3 separate regions of the Sus scrofa genome follow, and regions 1 and 2 are each linked to region 3. The links are chromatin contacts, called in public HiChIP or PLAC-seq maps. All regions are on one chromosome and are shown on one strand. Each heading gives the region's core, a stretch centred on a gene start, on an enhancer-like site or on the middle of the called end of the contact. The rest is flanking DNA. Distances are from core to core; before and after follow the strand shown.

What was found. HiChIP or PLAC-seq counts read pairs in DNA pulled down with a chosen protein or histone mark.
Region 1: a contact with region 3 is called in an H3K27ac HiChIP or PLAC-seq map of skeletal muscle. The contact joins two enhancer-like sites. A contact is called at or near these places in 1 of 47 Hi-C or Micro-C datasets (liver) and 1 of 2 datasets of contacts at active chromatin or transcription factors (skeletal muscle).
Region 2: a contact with region 3 is called in an H3K27ac HiChIP or PLAC-seq map of skeletal muscle. The contact joins two enhancer-like sites. A contact is called at or near these places in 1 of 47 Hi-C or Micro-C datasets (liver) and 1 of 2 datasets of contacts at active chromatin or transcription factors (skeletal muscle).

The regions. Positions count from the first base shown.
Region 1 is chr3:26,031,308-26,034,628 of Sscrofa11.1, forward strand. KNOP1 (lysine-rich nucleolar protein 1) reads left to right here. Exons shown (of 5, transcript XM_021086529.1): 4 at 933-1,013. Among named protein-coding and RNA genes, the nearest start is that of IQCK, 11 kb to the left of the region's middle. Within about 2 kb of position 1,709, at least 8 of the 83 cell types and tissues checked have an H3K27ac peak or open chromatin away from gene starts, as enhancers often do. A contact at or near this core is called in skeletal muscle, where this site is marked.
Region 2 is chr3:26,054,249-26,057,372 of Sscrofa11.1, forward strand. It overlaps C3H16orf62 (UPF0505 protein C16orf62 homolog), which reads right to left. Exons shown (of 31, transcript XM_021086527.1): 28 at 525-690. Among named protein-coding and RNA genes, the nearest start is that of IQCK, 34 kb to the left of the region's middle. Within about 2 kb of position 1,278, at least 4 of the 83 cell types and tissues checked have an H3K27ac peak or open chromatin away from gene starts, as enhancers often do. A contact at or near this core is called in skeletal muscle, where this site is marked.
Region 3 is chr3:25,899,814-25,902,850 of Sscrofa11.1, forward strand. IQCK (IQ domain-containing protein K) reads right to left here. Exons shown (of 10, transcript XM_021086532.1): 9 at 1,901-1,961. Among named protein-coding and RNA genes, the nearest start is that of GPRC5B, 31 kb to the left of the region's middle. Within about 2 kb of position 1,673, at least 1 of the 83 cell types and tissues checked has an H3K27ac peak or open chromatin away from gene starts, as enhancers often do. A contact at or near this core is called in skeletal muscle, where this site is marked.

The DNA of each region.
Region 1 (3,321 bases), core at 459-2,958, 130 kb after region 3:
CCTCTGTCTCATCAGGTGCTTGGTTCCCCTGCCAGCCAGCCCTCCTCCTTAGGTGCTTCCGAAAGTCACCTAGTTTGCTTGTTTTTGTCGCTTTAGGAAATTCTAGAGTTTTTGGAGCTCTGTGCCAGACTGGGGACAATTTTATGTATATCTTGTTATATAGTTCATACTATAAATCACAGTATTACAGTTCTCTGTCTTCCATCTGGTGCAGGTGAATAGACCACGGTACAGAGAGACTAAGTGACCTGCCCAAGGCCACACAGCTAGTTAATGACAGTGCTAGGATTCACACCAGCCTGTGCCTGACTCCATAGTCTGCGTTCTTTCTAGAAAATGATGCTGTCAGCAAGGAAGTTAACTAGAGTATCCTCTGGACTGGCAGGGCTTCAGGCAGTGTGTTTTAAGGAAAGTTTCTACCCAAAATGGTTCTTATGAACAAAAAAGTTTCTAAAGACAAAGGTGGATAAACCTCAGGGTAGGAGATTCATTCTTTTTTTTTTTCTTTTTAGGGTCACATCTGTGGCATATGAAGTTCCCAGGTTAGGGGTGGAACTGAAGCTGCAACTGCCGGCCTGTACCACAGCCACAGCAGATCTGAGCCACGTCTGCGATCTGTACCACAGCTCATGGCGACGCTGGATCCTTAACCCACTGAGCAAGGCCAGGGATCCAACCACATCCTCATGGATCCTAGTCAGGTTCTTAACCCACTGAGCCACATGGGGAACTCCACTTAGAGGGTATTTTTGACAAATGCCTCCCCTAGCATGCAACAGAACAAAGCCGCTCTCACACCCACACCCCCCTCCACCCCTCGCCTGACCTCTCCAGTCTGTGCTCCCCTCCACCCCACCGGCCCATCCCGGTCCGTCCCGGGTGTGAGGCTCACAGGAAACCCTCCGTCTCATTTCCCTCTTTCCCTGGCTCAGGTGAGGCGAAAGGCCTTGCAAGAAGAGATCGATCGTGAGTCAGGCAAAACGGAAGCTCCTGACACCAAGAAGTGTCAACAAGTAAGTGAGATGCTGGGCTTTGCGAGTCGTGGTGCTTGTCACCATGTGGCATGAGACTGACCAGCCCAGGGGTGGCCCCGGGCCCGCCAGCTGGCCGCCTCGGCTGCAGAGCTTGTCCTGAGCTAATTTCCTCTCTTCTGAGTGCGGTGCTGGCCTCCTGGCTGCTGGAGATAAGCAGCCTGAACCATTGTCTTTGGCTCTGGGCGGGCAGGGTGTCCCTGGGCACAAGGTGACAAGCTCTTTGCAACAGTGGTGGGTCCCTCGGAAGGCTGCTGGGATGGGCTGGGGGTGAGAGGGCCACAGGCAGGTCCTCGGGGCTGGCTTCAGGGTCCAGCTGGAGTGGAAGTTTCCAAACCGGGCCTGAGCAGACAGGACAGGAGAGAGCATGGTGGGAGGACCTCCAGGACTGGTTGGAGGGGGCTGAGAGGGGCCGTGGGGCCCCGGGCCTCATGCGGGGGAGTGGGCTGGAGGGCAGGGCGTTCGTGTGGGGCGCTGAGAGCTGGGGTAGAGGCTCAGCCTGCAGGCCTGAGGCCCAGGACAGGGCCGAGGGGTGAGAACAGCTTCACAGTCTCAGCCCGGCAGGACTCGCGAGTAGACGGGATTTGGGAGAGAGAGAGAAGGATCCAGACGATGGGAAGGGCTGCTTCCTGCACCTAAGCCTCCCCCTGCAGCCCAGAAAAGGACAGTTGGTTTGGCTCCGCAGATGGCAGCCAGTGCCCGGCTCTGCTCCAGGCCGTCCCTCTGTCAGAGCTTCAGCTTCCGCACCTGTGGAGCGGGACTCACAGCCTGGCGTGACAGGGTGTGGGGTGGGCTTTGTCACCCCGTATCCTCCCTCTGGGTCTCCTTTCTCTCCGTCCTCTGGAACTGGGCAGAGCTAATGGGCTCCCTGAGTGAGGGAGGAAGGCGGGCAGGGCTGTGGCTCGAGGCAGGAGCGCCACCCTGGCCCCCCGGGGCGCTGATCTTCTGGGGAGGCTCCAGGTGGCACTGCCTCCTGGGACCTGGAACCTGGAACCCCTTGCTTGGCCACTGAGTCACGTAGGGATTCCAGACTGGCCGTGGGTCCCCTCTGAGTGGGTCAGCGGCCCTGAGAGCTGGCTCACAGGACCGTTCAGCCCAAGGCAGCTGGCCTCAGCCCCAGTGCCGGGCTGCGAGAGGTGGCCTCTCACTCTAGAAATTACAGGCCAAGGAAGCTGTTGTTAGGTCTATATTTGGGCCACTGTGAAGCTGGGAGAACTTGTCACCAGTCCGCTCAGGGCAGCTGTAGCGGTGACGGGTTCTTACAGTTCTCCCAAAGCCAACCTAGAAATGAGTATGCGGCCAGCATTTGGCTTCCAGCCGGAAAGTTCCCGGCAGGTCGGCAGCGGGGGTGGAGGGCGGGCCGGGGGTGGGCAGAACCAGTTCTCGAGGACTTAGAGCAAGCCAGGCCCGGTGCTCTGGGTGGTTGGTGTACACCCCACTTTATAGATGAGGCCATTGCGGCACAGAGAGGTTAAGTAACTTGACCAGGGTCACACAGGTGCGTCTTCAAAGTCATAGACCTTATGGGGCTGGGTTTCTTTCCTCTGCTGCAGACATGAGCAGAGTCTTCTCTTGGGTCATTGCTCTGAGGGGCTCTCTCTCTCTCTCTCTTTTTTTTTTTTTTTTTTTTTTTTTGCTTTTTAGGGCCGCACCCATGGCATATGGAGATTCCCAGGCTAGGGATTGGATCCGAGCTGTAGCCGCCAGCCTACACCACAGCCACAGCAACACCAGATCCAAGCCGTGTTTGCGTCCTACACCACAGCTCACAGATCCTTAACCTGCTGAGCGAGGCTGGGGATTGAACGCACAACCTCACTGTTCCTAGTCTGATTCGTTTCCACTGCACCACAATGGGCACTTGCTCTGAGGGGCTCGCTTGCATTTTCTCAAACATGGGTGATCCTGCCTGGGTTGTGGCACACTCTGGACAGGAATCGGGACCCGGGTTCCCGGGCTGGCTCAGCCCCTCTCTTGCTGCCCCTTTGCCTCTCGGAGCCTCCACTCTTCCTGCTCTAGTCGGCAGCGCTTCTGCAGAGAGGAGTTCATCCCAGACTCCCACCTGCCCTCCCCCACCTTCCAGGGACAGAACCCTCAGGCCTGGGGAGGAGCCACCAGCTGGTGGGCTGTGTCTGTCGCCATGTGCCCTGGGCAGCTCGATGTGAAAGTGCCTCTGAGATGGCATTCCAGCAGGGCTCCTGAGTGGGCTGGTGCCCTGGGCAGCTGCAGACCCTTCCTTATCAGTGGATCGGGAAGCCGTGGCACCAGTCACGGGGCTCTGGTGGGGCCG
Region 2 (3,124 bases), core at 28-2,527, 150 kb after region 3:
GGGATGAAACCGACATCCTCATGGGCACTAGTCAGATTCGTTTCTGCGGAGCCGCAACAGGAACTCCTTGGATGCTTATTAAAGATAGAAATTCTCAGGCTTCTTCTCAGGGATCCTAATTTAGAAGGGACAGAGGGGGCCCAGGAATATGTTTTCTTTTTTTCTCTCTTTGCAGCTGCAAAAGGGGGAGGGAGTGGGATGGACTGGGACTCTGGGGTTAGTAGATGCAAACAGACTTTTGCCTTTAGAATGAATAAGCAATGCGATCCTGCTGTACAGCACTGGGAACTGTATCTAGTCACTTATGATGGAGCCTGATAATGTGAGAAAAAGAATGTATATATATGCATGTGACTGGGTCACTTTGCTGTACAGCAGAAAATTGACAGAACACTATAAACTAGCTGGTATGGAAAAAATAAAAATCATTTAAAAATTTTAAAAAAGAGAAAATGAAAACACTGCACTTGACCTCTAGGAAGTTCAAGCTGGGTGCAGGGCGTTGGGGGAGGGGACATGGCTACCTTTGTCTATGTGGTAGAGGTAGGTCTCCTGGCTCATGGCGGACAGCAGGTGCAGGACACAGGTGTAGATGCGGATTTTGTCATCACTGTTGTCCTCCCAGGTGTAGTCCTGGATCACGTTGAGCAGCTCTCGGACAAGAAACAGGACCCCGTGTTCAGGATGATCCTGGTGGAGAACCACAAATGGATAAATAATCCTGGATATGAATCAGGCGTGCAGGGGTGGGGGGAGAGACAGAAACCCAGGTCCCTCCCTTTGGCAGCTGTAGGAAAATGAAAGTGCCACCAGCCGCAGTTAGACAATCAGAGGAAAGGGACAAAATGTTGCCCGCCGCACTAATCAACACGCTCTGGTTCGGGGAGACGGGCTTTGAGAGCTCTGGGTCCCAGGAAAGAAAGCAAAGTTACCTGTCAGCTTAATGGCCTGTTTCCAAAATTACAACCTTGCTCTTAGGTGTGTAACAGTCCAAAAAGCCCTGTTCCTCCAACTACCAAAGCTAGATGGCAGGTCGCATAGCAGATGCCACAGCAGAAGCCACCGACCTCGGGTAAACCCCCAAATGATCACTGTCACCACCCAGGGCCCTGACTTTGAAAGGAGCCTCCCTCTTGAAGGCGTTCAACAACATCAACAGCTAAATTGAGGCTCCTCTCTTGGGAGAGGAAAAACCCAAGAGACAGTTGCAGAGCTTATAACACTGTTTCTCGAGTGCTCAACCGGATCAGTGCTGGGATGCAGAAAAAGGTCAGCAGCTTCAGCTCAGTTCCAAAGAAAGTACATGCAGTCATGCGGCTCCCGGGCTGAACACCCTCCAAGGACTTCTTCTCCCCCCGAGAATAAACTCCCAGCCCTGGTGCCATCACTTGCCGACCCAGCCGGTGCGCTGTGCCCCTCACTCAGTCCAGCACCAACTTCCCAGTCCCCAGGACCAGCTGGATGGCTCAGGGTCCTGGAAGAACACCGAGGGCACACTCGCCAGGGTTAGACGAGGACGGTTGAATGAAGGGTCATCAAAACGAAGGGAACTAATGAGGACAGATGACACCCAGGGCCTGGCAACTGCGGGAAGCCGTTTACCACCCCTGGGCTGAAAGCGTGCAGCGGGCAATGGAGTCACCGAGGCTGGGGGAGGCCGCCCAGCAGCAGCTGCAGCCTTGGATGGAAGGTCAAAGCCATTGCCAAACCACGGCTCTGTGAGCGCTGCAGGATAAATACCCGACCTTGCTCTCCTCCTGCCCTCCAATCCAGCACGAGCCCTTCCCGCTGGCTCAACTGGTTGGAAGCTGGAAGGAAGGATGCCCTGGTGATGTGCTCCCCAGAGGCCAGTCTCCCACACAGATCAGACACAAGGGCAGAGGATGCTCCTAGGGGCGGCTCCAATGCCACTGGGGTTCTGTGCCGCCAACTGGAATCTTTATCTGCAAGATGTGGCCACACTGGCTCCTTGACAGGCCTCAGACCTCGTCTTCCACGTTCGCTCCGATACCAGGCCTTCCCTGACCTGAGTCCAGAGGCCCCCTCTCACCCCCCGCTACCCCGGTCTCCTCTCTCATCCACCACCATCCCCATCACCCATCTCATTTTTTCAGGGCATCTGAAGTGACCTCATTCATTCCTTCAGTGGACTACCCAACAGTATCTCTTGGTTCATCTGCTTCTCATGCTGGCCTAAAACCTCCAGCTGGACGGGTACTTCATGTGTTGTGCTTGCCAATTAGACACTGCTAGGAAGGCCCAGTGGACACAACACAAATGGTGTCCCATCTCCATCCCTGCTTCCTGCACACTGCAGGCACTTGGTAGGTAAATAACGCTGAATGGAGAACTTTTTGTTGTTTTTTTTAGGGCCACACCCGTGGGATATGGAGGTTCCCAGGCTAGGGGTCCAACTGGAGCTGCACCTTCTGGCCTATGCCACAGCCACACCCACTGAGTGAGGCCAGGGATCGAACCTGCGTCCTCATGGATACTAGTCAGATTCATTTCCGCTGAGCCAGGATGGGAACTCCTGGACTACATTATTTGAGTACCTTCTATACGCCAGGCACTGAGGTGGCTACGAAAACAAATAATAGGAGTTTCTGCTGTGGCACAGCGTGTTAAAGGCACTGCAGCAGCTGTGGTGTAGGTGGAAGCTGTGCCTAAGATTCGATCCCTGGCCCGGGAACTTCCATATGCTGTGAGTGCAGCCATAAAAAAATGATAGTAATAGCTATCTTTTATGGTGCTATCAAGGCTACCACAGCTTTTCTTTTCCAGAAAGACACTTTCAGGACCCCCATCCCCATTCATTTCTCAGAGACGGGGAAGGAACGGCCCCGCTGGTACACGGGGGAGCCAGGATTTGAGCCCTGGAAATCTTGCTCCAGAGTGGATATTTAACTACTCTATTTTTAATTTCTTTAAATTAATTAATTAATTTTTTTGCTTCTTATGGCCACACTTGCAGCATATGGAGTTTCCCAGGCTAGGGGTCGAAACAGAGCTGTAGCTGCCCACCTACACCACAGCCACAGCAACGCCAGATCCGAGCCACATCTGCAACCTACACCATAGCTCACAGCAATGCCAGATCCTTAACCCCACCGAGCAAGGCCAG
Region 3 (3,037 bases), core at 423-2,922:
CTGGGACCAGAGCCATCTGGCTTTGAATCCCATCATCATCTACCAGCTGGGTGACCCGAACAAAGTCTCTTAACCTCCTTGAAACCTCAGCTCCCTCGACCATAAAATGCGGACAGTAAGACCTTCCTCTCTGCAGAGTACAAGGGTAAGGGGGTCCCTGTTGCCTGGCATATGATAGATGCTCAATAAAATAATTTAATAATACAGGTGATGTGGTGACTGTAGAAAACCTGAAAAATAAGTTGTTTTTGTTTTTTGTTTTTTGGCTGTGCCCGTGGCATGGGGAAATTCCCGGGCCATAGCTCAAACCTGCACCACAGCAGTGACAATGCTGGCTCCTTAACCTGCTGAGCCACCAGGGAACTCCAGGCTTTTTTTTTTTTTAGTCTTTTTAGGGCTGCACCTGCGACATACGGAGATTACCAGGCTAGGGGTCCAATCGGAGCTACAGCTGCTGGCCTACGCCACAGCCACAGCCATGTGGTATCTTAGCCATGTCTGTGACATATACCACAGCTCACGGCAATGCTGGATCCTTAACCCACTGAGCAGGGCCAGGGATTGAACCTGCATCCTCATGATACTAATCGGATTCATTTGCACTGAATCACATGAGAACTCTCGGGAATTCCATGCTTTTTAAAATATATTAGTTTCCTAAATATATTTAATATATTACATATTAAATTAGACCAAAAAAAAAAAAAAAAAAAAAGAAGTTCCCATCATGGCTTAGCGGAAACAAATCTGACTAGCATCCATGAGGACGCAGGCTCGATCCCTGGTCTCGCTCAGTGGGTTAAGGATCCAGCATTGCCGTGAGCTAAGCTGTAGGTTGCAGACTTGGCTCAGAGCCTGTGTTGCTGTGGCTGTGATGTAGGCTGGCAGCTACAGCTCTGATTCGACCCCTAGCCTGGGAACCTCCATATGCCGTGAGTGCAGCCCTAAAAAGACAAAATATATATATCTGTGTGTATATATATATATGTATTACGCCATGCTTAAAAAAAAAATATATATATATATATATTTGCTTAGTTTGCTAATTTTATTTATGTAAAACAAAAACAGAGTCACAGACATAGACAACGAACTAGTACCAGTGGGGAAGGGGGAGGAAGGGGTGAGTTAGGGATATGGGATTAAAGGACAGACTACTACGTATAAAATAAATAGCAACAAGGAAATACTGTGTAGCACACGGAATTATACCCTTTAATCCCATAATAACCTATAATGGAATATAATCTGAAAAAAAATACTGAATCACTGTATGGTACACCCTAAGCTAACAATATCGTCAATTAACTATATTGCAAGTAAAAAAACCAAATGAAGTAAAATACATTAAAACAAATATTCAAACTAATTTTCTTTATATCATGTAGGTGAGCTTTCTGTGCTTCTCAGATGTGCTTATATGTTGCTAAGAATTTTCCTGCTACATCTGAATTTACGAGAGCAGCTCCATTTCACAGTCATCATCAAGACTGGAGACTTAGCACAGCAGTTTAAAGAGCCATCAGGTTTAGCTACCAGGCTGTCCTTTGAAATTCTGTCTTCAAAAGCCTAGTGAGTCAGCGGTACAAACCAACACAGATGAACCCTGTCAGCCATGTCTGATGACTTTTTAAAATTTATCTCTGCCTTCTCAGCTGCTGAAGCAGAGACGGAACCTTGAGAAGCGTCCCGGGCAAGCTGACTGAGCTTGGGGTAGGAACGGTTCTCAGCCAGTACAGACTGGCAGGGGCTCTGTATATTAAATGTTGCCTTTACATGAGCTGGAAACAGTTTCTCCAGCTTATTTTTAAACAGCTCTCTGTGAGTGTAACAAGTTAATAACTAATTGAAAAATGATTTCCGTCTGTACCTAGGGACGGGGGCAGTACCCACTCTTTACCTTGGTGGCTGGTCCAGAACCGGAGGCACACAGAGCTCCAGGCAAGAAACGCTGAGAGTTTCTTGAAAAAAAAAAAAAAAAAAAGGAGTTCCCAACGTGGCGCAGCAGAAATGAATGCAACTAGGAACCATGAGGTTGTATGTTCGATCCCTGGCCTCATTCAGTGGGTTAAGGATCTGGCCTTAAATGGTGGTGTAAGTTTCAGACACGGCTGGGATCTAGTGTTGCTGAAGCTGTGGGGTAGGCTGGCAGGTGCAGCTCCGATTTGACCCCTAGCCTGGGACCCTGTATATGCCACCCTAAAAAGCAAAAAAAGAAAAAAAAAAAGGAAAGAAAGGAAAGCCTGAGGACTAAGAAGCCAACTGTATTAAACATTAAAAGAAGAAGCTGGAGTTTCCACTGTGGCACAGTGGGTTAAGGATCTGAATGTGGCAGCTCCCGTCACTGAGGGGACAAAGTTCAATCCCCAGCCCCGTGCAGTATGTTAAAGGATCTGGCGTTGCTGCAGCTGTGGCGCAGATTTCATCTGGATGCAGCGACTAAAAACAAAAAAAATTCACAAATACCATATACCCCCCCCCATTCCCAATGTACTTCTTCTTTTCTAGTAACAGCTTTTTAAAAATATATTTTATATACCAGAAGATTCGTACCATCATTTGAAGCTACTGGAAACACATAGACAAGCTGCTCTTTAACAGTTGAAAACCATGTATTATTTCCTTTTCTCCTTGAACATATAGTTCTATTCCTCTTCTCCCAGGTTTTTTTTTTTTTTTTTTTTTTTTTTTTTTTTTTTTTAGGGCTGCGCTGGCAGCATATGGAGGTTCCCAGCCTAGGGGTCAAACTGGAGCTACAGCTGCCAGCCTATGCCATAGCCACAGCAACACGGGATCTGAGCCGGGTCTGTGACCTACACCACAGCTCACAGCAATGCTGGATCCTTAACCCACTGAGCAAAGCCAGGGATCGAACCCGAAAGCTCATGGTTCCTAGTCGGATTCGTTTCTGCTGTGCCACGATGGGAACTCCTCTCCCAGATTTTTATCCTAACGTATTTTCATTCTTGAAAGTGTTTATATGGATCATCCTGTCATGCAGCAGCAAATCTACAGATACAGATGTCAAATTTTTTAA